Linked DNA regions of Gossypium hirsutum: regions 2 and 3 are each linked to region 1. The links are chromatin contacts, called in public Hi-C maps. All regions are on one chromosome and are shown on one strand. Each heading gives the region's core, a stretch centred on a gene start, on an enhancer-like site or on the middle of the called end of the contact. The rest is flanking DNA. Distances are from core to core; before and after follow the strand shown. Region 1 holds the start of LOC107931617 (probable receptor-like serine/threonine-protein kinase At4g34500). Region 2 has its middle 12 kb from the start of LOC121210829. Region 3 holds the start of LOC107928749 (glycine-rich RNA-binding protein GRP1A).

Evidence for each region. A called contact is a pair of places that touch in the nucleus more often than the background predicts.
Region 2: a contact with region 1 is called in a Hi-C map of leaf, with 1.9 times the contacts expected there. The contact joins the enhancer-like site here to the promoter of LOC107931617 in region 1. A contact is called at or near these places in 5 of 34 Hi-C or Micro-C datasets (all in leaf).
Region 3: a contact with region 1 is called in a Hi-C map of leaf, with 1.6 times the contacts expected there. The contact joins the promoter of LOC107928749 here to the promoter of LOC107931617 in region 1. A contact is called at or near these places in 2 of 34 Hi-C or Micro-C datasets (both in leaf).

Annotation. Positions count from the first base shown.
Region 1 is chrA12:4,017,465-4,020,955 of Gossypium_hirsutum_v2.1, reverse strand. It overlaps LOC107931617 (probable receptor-like serine/threonine-protein kinase At4g34500), which reads left to right and starts at 1,620. Exons shown (of 7, transcript XM_016863557.2): 1 at 1,620-2,368; 2 at 2,836-2,940; 3 at 3,031-3,153. The coding sequence starts at 1,833.
Region 2 is chrA12:4,271,623-4,275,113 of Gossypium_hirsutum_v2.1, reverse strand. No RefSeq gene overlaps it. Among protein-coding and RNA genes, the nearest start is that of LOC121210829, 12 kb to the left of the region's middle. Within about 2 kb of position 1,658, at least 4 of the 9 cell types and tissues checked have an H3K27ac peak or open chromatin away from gene starts, as enhancers often do. A contact at or near this core is called in leaf, where this site is marked.
Region 3 is chrA12:4,170,001-4,173,491 of Gossypium_hirsutum_v2.1, reverse strand. LOC107928749 (glycine-rich RNA-binding protein GRP1A) reads right to left here and starts at 1,889. Exons shown (of 2, transcript XM_016860007.2): 1 at 1,499-1,889; 2 at 600-1,209. The coding sequence starts at 1,612. The coding sequence ends at 838.

The DNA.
Region 1 (3,491 bases), core at 371-2,870:
TTTTAAAATTTTAAAAATTTTAAATTAATAAAAGTAAAATTACATTGTGGCCCCTCCTAAAAATGAAAAAGAAATTTGATTTAATCCTTTAAAAATTATAAAGATATAGAGTATTAAAATGGTGAAATTGAATTTTTACTATCATAAAAATTGTAATTTAATTTCTGCTCCTTAAAATAAATTTCTGAATTCACTCCTAGTTCGGATATATATTTGTTATGTATTTGTTTATTTGTGTATTGTAATGATTAACTCTAATTAATTTAGATTAAATTACATCTATGCAAATATATTATACATTTATCCAACTACTTTCATATTAAATAAATATAACATAATGATTAATGTTAGTCGTAGTTATTTGGAGTGTTTATTATAATTATGATTTCATTTGTGGATTGTAATTATACAAACATATTATAAGTATATCTAACTATTTTTATGCTAAATAAATATGTAATAAGTAGACATATCTAAATGATGCAGCGTAGGTAATCTATTAGGTAGCAAGTTTACGTTAAGACATTCACTTTCAATCTGGTCAAGTGTTTTAAAGAAATGGTTATTGTTCAAATCTCCAAAGAATTTTGGTCGGCTTATTTGTGATTTACGTAAAACCCTAATTGGCCATTGCCCCAGGAAATCAAATCTTCTTGTTTTCTTTGATTTCTGTTTCCAAATTAATCACAAACACACCTTTGTATTTATTTCTCATTTTAACATCCTTGGATTTTAACTATAAGAATAAAATATTAGTTTTGCGAGTGAAAAAAATTTATATAAAAATTATATATTAAAATCAAGTGAGAAATTTGATAAAATGATTTTTAAGTTAAAAATTTAAGAAAATAAGTGTAATAAGTTGAAATCCTATTATCATTAAAAAAAATTTAAATTTTATGATAGTTTTGTTTTGCTTAAATTATGTATTTTTTGAATTTTTGATTAAAATAGTAGCAATTAAATCCCTTTGATTAAACTTAATTATTGGTCTTGTACTATGTATATAGTTATAGATTTAATCCACATTCTCTAATTAGATTATTTTTAGACTCTATACTTTTAAAAATTTGAAATTTCAGTTTTAATGCAAATGACAGACGTTAATCCATTAATTGAATTTTTAGTGAGTATACATATGATAATATGTTTGCCATATCAGATTTTGAAAATAACAAAACATAACTTAATAAATTTAATAATTATCTTTGCTAAAGACTTAAATTTTAAAATTTAAAAAGTACAAAAACTAAAAATAACTAAATTAAAAGAACACGGACTAAATTCATAACTTTTGGTAAAGTACAGAGACTAATCGAAAATTTTAACCTATTATTTTACTAAGAAAATATGAAAAAACAAAAATACACTTGTATTAATGTTTACTTATTTATAAAAATAAAAATTATAATTTTTAAAAGAATTGAAGAGATTAATATAATTATAGATATAGATAAATTGAGAAAATGTTGATTCCAAATTCTGGAACTTTAGGCGTTCGATGCCATTTCCAGTCAAGTAGAAGTAAATAGATAGAAAGTCTACAGTGGCATTACCGTAATAAACCCGCATAAGCAAACCCAATTTGGTTACATCTCAACATCTCTCATGTCTACTTCACTCTTTTCCTTTTTCTTTTGTTTTTCTTTTTATCCGTTGAAGCTTGAAAACTCCTCTCTCTGTGTTTGGTTTTTTTTTTTTTTTTTTCCTTTCATTTCTCTTTAAAGCACAAAAACCCCTTAGTTCCCTAACTTTTCCCTTCTCTCTGATCTCTATTTCTGCTAACATTTCCTTCAACTTTCCCTAGAGAATTCCATCCCTCGCCGGAACCAATGCCAGTCACCGGCGAAACCGATGATGGCAACAATAACAACTCTATATCTCACATTCTTTCATACAAAACGCCCCTGTTCAACCTTAAGCTCTACTTAGTAATCTCAATCTTCCTGGTCTTTTTTCTTCTTCTATTCTCTTTTACGATCTTCCTCTGTTGCCGTTTAAACAGAAATGCCCGGAAACGGAAAGTGAAGCATAGCTCAGGTCTGATTCCTTTGGTCTCCAAAGAGATTGTGGCGATCAAGGCGTTGGATCAACATGCCGATTGCTTTAGAGACGAGGGCAAGATCGGAATCCTGGTTCCCAATAAGAGTAACGAAGGTGTCAGCGACGATGCCTCCGGAGCTAGTGACGTGTCGGCGGATGCTCAGAATATCGGGTGGGGTCGATGGTATAGCATGAGGGAGCTGGAGATGGCGACTCATGGATTCGCCGAAGAGAATGTGATCGGTGAAGGTGGTTACGGTATCGTTTTCAAAGGCATTTTGCAAGATGGTTCGGTCGTTGCTGTAAAAAATCTGCTTAATAACAAGTACGTAAAAAGAGCTTCCTTAAGTTATTCTTCTCTCTGTTTGTTTCTGGGGAAAAGACAACAGCAGTTTCTGGTAAACTCATTATATTGTTTATTCTTTTTTTTTTAATTTTTTTTTATACCTTCTAGATCCAAGACAGACTGTTAAAAGATCATGCTTTTGATTTTTTAAATTGCTGTTTTGACTTTAATCTACCTCTTTCAATCTACTTTTTAAAATTGTTAAGTAAAATTAACTACATCTCTTTGTTGCGTGGCGCAGTATTAGGAAAAGTAAAAAAAGAAATGGCTACTTTGTTCTTTATTGCTTTAAAATAAAATAATCAAACTGTTTTTCGTTTTCTTTGCTTTTACTTTGCCTCTCATTTCTTTTAATGTTGACTAGGAAACGGTAAGTAATATAAGATTTGTTTATTAATTTTATTTTAGTTATTGTTTAAGCGAAATCGCTGTTGCATTGTTAACAGGGGCCAAGCAGAAAAGGAGTTCACCGTAGAAGTTGAAGCCATTGGCAAAGTGAGGCATAAGAACTTGGTAGGATTAGTTGGGTACTGCGCTGAAGGTGCTCGAAGGTAAATTTTTTATATGCAACTTGACATAGACAAACCTTTGTATGTTTAAGTGAAAATGAACTGTAAAATACTAAATTACTATTTCTTCAGGATGCTTGTGTATGAATACGTCGACAATGGGAACTTGGAGCAGTGGTTACATGGCGATGTAGGTCCTGTTAGTCCACTTACCTGGGATATAAGAATGAAGATTGCGATAGGAACGGCAAAAGGGTTCGGAGTTCCCTCCCTTTTTTACCTTGCCCAGGCTCATGAAACATTATTTCTATTGCATCTGCCTGGAAAAATAAAAACTTTTACATGTGCAGTTGGATATCATCTTATGTGGGCATTACTTGCGTCCTTTGTGTCTGCTTAGAAATCTTTTTATGCTTAGTATCATATTGATTGAGAAGAAAAAGAAGCTAAAAGCTAAAAGCAGGAGAGGTTTCATCAAAACCTCCTATGCCCTGATTTTGTATCTTCATATTGTAAACTTTCATTAGTCTCTAATCTCAAAGTGGCATCTAGTTTTTGTCGTACTTGCATCCTTTTTCAGGTTTACCCTCCAC
Region 2 (3,491 bases), core at 409-2,908, 250 kb before region 1:
GACTTATAAAGTTATAATCTAATTAATGATTAGTTGACGTTGAATTATTTTCCGCTCAACTTAACACCAACATAAAAATATGTAATTATATTTTTATCGAGAATCAACATAAATAATTTTAAAAAGCGTCGAATAATGTGACTTTATATATACAAAATTGATCGAAATGTCAATAATTTGTATTATAAAATTAGAGAAATATGTAGCTCCATTGATGGGACTATGAAGAAATGGAAGGTAAGGGGTAGTCGTAATAAGTAGATATAGTATGGAAGTGGTGGGTACAAGTCCAGAGAGGATGAAGGCTACTTCCATTATCATTCCAAAAGAAACTTGAGGGGGGCCTTCCCCTCACCCCTCCTTCCCATGTACTTACACATGAACTAATACTATAACTAAGGCCAAATGGGCCCTCTCTTTCTCTTTCCTTCCATCACTTCCTCTCTACTCTATTTATTACAAATACTAATTTTTATACATCATCTAAATTAAAATGGGTCTATTTGGATATACGGTAAGATTAATTATTGTAATAGTAATAAGAAAAAGAAAGAAAATAACCAGTAAGGATATTATTTAAAATATTAAATTATTTTCTATATAATATTTTATTTTTAATAAATAAATAAAAATTAATAATAATATTGTTTCAAACTATTTTTTTATTCTTTATTTTTAGTTAATTTATATTAATTATATAGTAATAAATATTTTCATTAGCTTATTAAAAAACTTGTATATTTATTTTTTATTATTTATATATGAAATAATCACTTGATGATTTGTAAAATAATTATACAAAATTTAAGGGAAGTTTTAAGGCAAAAAATGAGGAAATTATGTGCCAAAGCTCAAAAGAAACGAACAAAAATGTAGGGATATAATAGACCATGAAAGACTGGTGAGAATGAAAAGGCAGACAGGAGGATGAAAAAATTGAGGTGCTAAACACTTAGCACGCCTCACTGGAGCTTACTGATAAACTTTTCGTATATTTAAAATTTAATTTTTTTTTATTTTTTAAAATTTAAATCTAATTGTTAAACTCGTTAAAAATATTTTTATTAATTTAAATAAAAGTTGGGGTTATTGGTCAGTGAAACGTCTTTGTGGCAATGTGGTCCAATCATATTGAATGGTTTACAAAATTTTCAGCTTTCGGCTTAGTCCATAGCGATATACATACGCCAACTCTTTTCATTAGAATACATTTGTTAGAGGAAGCACTCAATCTTTCCCTCTTATGCGGTTATGCCTGCAGTAACCCCCCGAAAACGAGGTGTCCCCATTCAAAGGCGGCCTTTCATACTTTGTCAAACTTAATTTCTAATTTTTTTTATTATAAATTAGTCTAAAAATAATAGAGGAAGGAATCTTAAATATTTAGATTTGATCTTTAATTTTTTTTAAAAAAAATATAAATAAATTAAATTAAATATCATACCCAAACTGAATTCAAGTTAGTAGCCAATACTGATGTGGTCTGAAAAAAAAATAATTATAGAAGGAGAGAGAGGAGGCGGCAATGAAAGATTGCAGCAGATCCGATGTAAAAGAGCGGATCCTAGTGAGTTGCAGGCCCCAACCCCTCTCCATTCTGAAGGCTTTTCAGAGATATCAATGGTGTTGGGATTCGCCTATACTCTTATATCTTATGTACCATTCCACTACCCACTACCCACTACCCATTAGGACACCAAGGGGTTTTTTTTCTCTCTCCAATTGTTCAAAGAAATAATCCTAGTTTTTCAAAAAATATTAATTTTAATAAATCTAAAAAGAGAAGAGATTTTATGTAATAATAATATTATTTTTTTAATAATCTTACGCCACATCAATAATTTTATTTTGAATTTGATTTTTTATAGGATGAACATACTGATATAATATAAAACTATTAAAAAAGAAATATCGATGACATAACATCAATATTTCATACAATTATTTCCCATCCTAAAACAAATGTAATAGAACTTTTAGTTCCATAAATATACACATAACACTCTTCAAACTCCACGAGTTCCTTTGATCAAAGTACTATAAATGTCTCTGAATTATAAATTAGATTGTATTTTATTTTAATTATTCAAAAAATAAGTAAATTAATTTTTATATATTAAGCCACAAATTAAATTAGTCACTTTTATTATTATCTATTCTTATAGTTAAAAATTAGCATAATTAATAAAATAATTAAATTATTGCCATGTATATTTCATTCTAATATATATGAATAAACTTTAAATAGTAAAAATAAATATAATTTTTAATAAAAATTAATTTACTTATTTTATAAATAGAGGAAGTAAAACTCATAATGTGACCTAGTTTTGAGTGCATCTACTTACATGGATGTCACGACTGTGCCATTTCCTTTAATTTGCCTTGTTTTAAGTAATAAGTTTTAAAGCCGTAAAGCAGAACTTCTCTGCGTATCTTAGGCAGCTTTTTCAAAAGGTCTGTCTGATATACACAGTATTATTAGTATATAAAAGCTGCATGTCCAAACGTATCCAACATTTTTATATCTTAAAAATTTATAGTTAAAATATTTTACATTTAATATACTAATAATGTATATAAATTAAAAATAAAGGTGATTAAATTTAATTTTAAAACATTTGATAAAATGATATTTTAAATATGGACAATATATTAATATGTACCGAAATTTGAAAATTCTGAAAATGGAAACTTTGTTTGAAACCTAGATATTTTATTAGATGATGAGATAGGTATGGAGTTCTTATTTTTAAGGGTAATCTATAAAAATAGTTATTTTTATTTGCTCCAAGTTACATTTTAGTCATTTATGTTTGAAATGTTACGTTTTAGTCACTTATGTTATTATTTTGTTACGAAGTGATCACTTTACCGTTAAGTTCCGTTATCTCTCTAACGGTAATCCTACGTGGCAGTCAAACTAGATTTTAGGTACTAACTTGAATTTCTAAATGTGTGAAAATAGATTTTTAATTAAAAAAATTAATTAATTAAAAATTTTAAACCTAAACCTTAACTAAAAAAGCTATTCATCTTCTCTTTTTTATTTTTCTTCCATCTCTTCTTCTTTTTTAATGATTTTTTTTATTTGACTAGAAAAACTATTATTAAGATCAAAATAGTTGAAATTAAATTGACCACTTCATAAAAATGGATTCAATTGAGGGTTCAGGTATATCTTTTTTGCATTCCTCTATCTCTTTTATTCAATACTAAAAAAAAAGATTAAATTTTTTTATTGTTTAATGAAATCCCTAAACTAAAATTCTTGAAATTAAAAATCGGTTTCTTCTCGGCTTCAGGTCACTTTATCAATGAAATCAATGTTTAAGCTTGAAAATGTATGTTACGTTTCTCTTGTCTAATGTTTTTCTCCAGGTGGATGGCAGGGCTACGATTGAGTTAGAAATTCTTAGATTTTTTGGTAATCCACTTGAATTCCTTCAAAAATTTTAATTTAAAGTTTTATTAAACAATAAAAATCTAAT
Region 3 (3,491 bases), core at 640-3,139, 150 kb before region 1:
GCCCATGAACTCCTCATATTACAACTTATTCTCCAACTCTTTTTTTTTTCTCATTTGATACAATTTAACAAATTTGTAAACTAGATGAAATCTATTACTAAATAAGATTTTACTTTTATGAAATGGATCGGATTTAATTATGTAAACTAGAAATTTAATCGTATGTACGTGGAAACCACATATTTAAAATATAAATGCATGTTTAAAAGTAACATATAATAAAAAATAAAATGTATTGTTTGAAACAAATTAATTATAATAACACATAAAACATATACTATATTAAAATAAAAAAATTATATTAATATAAACAATAATAAATGCACTATAGCTATTTATCATGGCTTTAGTAAACCAATTGACACAAATTCAAAATCATTGGATGCATATTTTATCTAATTTTTGTTAAAATAAAAAGACTAAAATATCTTTAAATAATATAACTTTATTAATTATCTTAACTGAATTGATACCGATTAACTCATTTAATTAAACCCATCACATTGTTTGGGCTTGTACTATCCTAGCCTCTCTTGTGGTTATTGGTGTAATGAAAATTTTGGAAATTCAAAGCCTGAAACTGATTTTAGGTTTGGAAATTGAAAAGAAGATAGTATACTTCCCTCCATTGTTTTTTGTCACATAAACATCGGTCAAAAACGAGAGAATCCAAACTGCTACAAAACAACAATAAAGCACCAATATTTGAAACACGTCATCATCCAACTGAAAAAGCAAAGCCCAAAGCCCACTTAAATGCTAACCCTACGACCCTAAGTCTTCCAGCTCCCATCAGACGCTCCGCCTCCTCGAGTAACGAGACCCACCATCTCAGCGTCAACCTCCATATCCACCACCGCCACCGCCGCCATATCCGCCACCGCCTCCGCCATATCCGCCACCACCGCCTCCGCCGTCATATCCTCCACCATTCCCGAATACACCCTCACGACGGCCACCTCCATAGCCTCCTTCACGGCGACCATATCCTCCGCCTCCTCCACTTCTTTTGTAGCCTCCGCTTCCTCCTCCGTATCCTTCACCGCCGCCTCCACCGCTTCGGCGTGATTGGGCTTCGTTTACGGTAATGTTCCTTCCGTCAAGATTCTGACCGTTCATTCCTTCAATAGCGTCTCTCATAGATTTCTCGTCACGGAAAGTTACGAACCCAAAGCCTCGGGATCTTCCAGATTCACGGTCATTGATAATCTAAATAAGAAACGAAAATCAATTAATAAAAAAATCAATATCAGAAGAAAGATGCAAAGAGAAGGACAAAAACATAGATTCGTCAGAATCGATCGATCTTTCGGCCCAGATGGAATGAAGACAGAACGTACCGGTGAGAGATTATAAAAGAGAGAAGAGTAACAAGAGAGTATCAAGTAACAAGCAGTAACAGAAAACAACAGATCAAGGATCACAGATCATAGACAGGGAGGCCCGGATTGGGTCGGATCGAGTCAGATCTGGAGTCCGATCTCTGCAACAAACGGACCTTCGATTCGACGATCTCGCCATACACACTGAAGGCTTCTTCGAGAGCCCGGTCATCGGTGGCCCAAGCGAGCCCTCCGACGAAGCATCGGTACTCAACATCAGCTGAAGCCATATCGGAAAACACTAGGGAGAGAGGGAATGAAGAAATTGACGATACAAAGGGGGGCAATAAACCATGGTTTTATAGCGAGTGTTTATGGTTGGTTAACTGTCATGACAAATTGATTACTCTCAATGTGACTACCCTATCCTATCCTCTCTTGGAACTTAGCTCTGTATTACGTCATCGGAAAACCAAATTAGTTTTATATAAAAAGAATTAAACCAATGAGTAAGAAGTAAACTTAATTCTCAGCCTTCTATACAACTGCTTTCTTTACACTCTACACCGTTTATCTGGATTTGGTGTAATTCTTTAAATCATTATACCACATAGGCGTTGACTTTAGTTTAAATTTAATATATAAGATTTTAATTTAATGTAATTATATATATAAAATTTGAACTATGATTCATAAATATACTTAAAATTTTTATGTAATTCAATTGTACACGTTTAAATAAATAAATATATATAATTATTTGTATATACAATATATCAATGTAAAATGGTAGTGAATTGTTAAAAATGAAATGAATCAAATCAAATCAAAATTTCATGTATAAAATCGCACAAAAATAAATTTATATATGACATTGCACATTAGATCAAAGTTCATATATAAATTTAATATTTATCCTTATTTGAGAATTTAACTGATTAAATATAATTTAAATTTTAATCAACTAACCTTAAACTCGATAGTTATTGTGATCAAAGTTTAAACAACAATTCGAAAAGGGATAATTTAATATAATTAATTAATTTAAATCCAAAATTTAATTATAAATGTCGACTTTTAAAAGAAATTACCCTAAATTGGAAACCTATAAATAGGTGAAAGCAAATGATAGGTTTTCACTATAAATCAATATTACAACTATGTTACATTCTTCCCTTAGTTGTACGTAGCTAACCTCTAGGATACATTTTCTAATTGTACCGGAATGGCATCAAAAGCAATACATGTTCCTTGAGAAGTAACAACTTTGGAGTATTCTCTTGTTGTTAAGGCTCGCGGTAACATGAGTTTAGTGTGCCTCACAAGAGAATCAACTAGCAATTAAAGGATGTTGGTTTTTATCATGCAAGCCAAATAAGAAGAGGTACTTTTCTCTCAACAGTCATATATGCTTGATTGAACGATGGGAAATTTCAAACCACATACTTATATATTCTATGTTGCGAAGTGATAATATCGATAAAAGATGTAGCATTACTAACAAACTCTTAGTGGACTGGTGTCTTGTAATAGGAAACACTTAATTTAATCTACAATGGGTATTAATTCAAGCATTCAAAATAGGCGTTGACCTTCCATCATATTACATCAATCATATGGTGAAGATGGTTCAATTGGAGAATGCTTCGAGAATCTCCTAAAGAACGTGACACCTAATGATTTTGATTGCCATGCTAAACCATACATTCTACACTTGATCAAAGGTGTATTGATCAAGGTAGTCAATGCCACACCATTTTTCTACTAGAATTGATTTGTGTCATTTTTTTAAAAAAGGTTTATTTGTGCCGGCCACCGTGCACCGCTGTCAGAAACCGAAGAATATCGAGTTCTCTGATGACAGTTGCTCACCGAAAAGTAAAGAAGAAGGTAGAGGATGGTGGAGAGAAAATTACATCCAAAATGAATCTAGATAAATAGTTGTCTATTTAATTCTAAACAAGTAAAAACTATAAATAAAAATACAAAATACAAAAAATATTAAATAATATTTGAATCTGGATATTCATTTCATTCTAAATAGGTGTAAAACTATAAAAAATAGAAAATATAAAAAATTAAATAATATTTGAATTTTGATACACATTTATCCATTTCATTTTAAACAAGTGTAAAACTATAAAAAAATAGAAAATATACAAAAATATT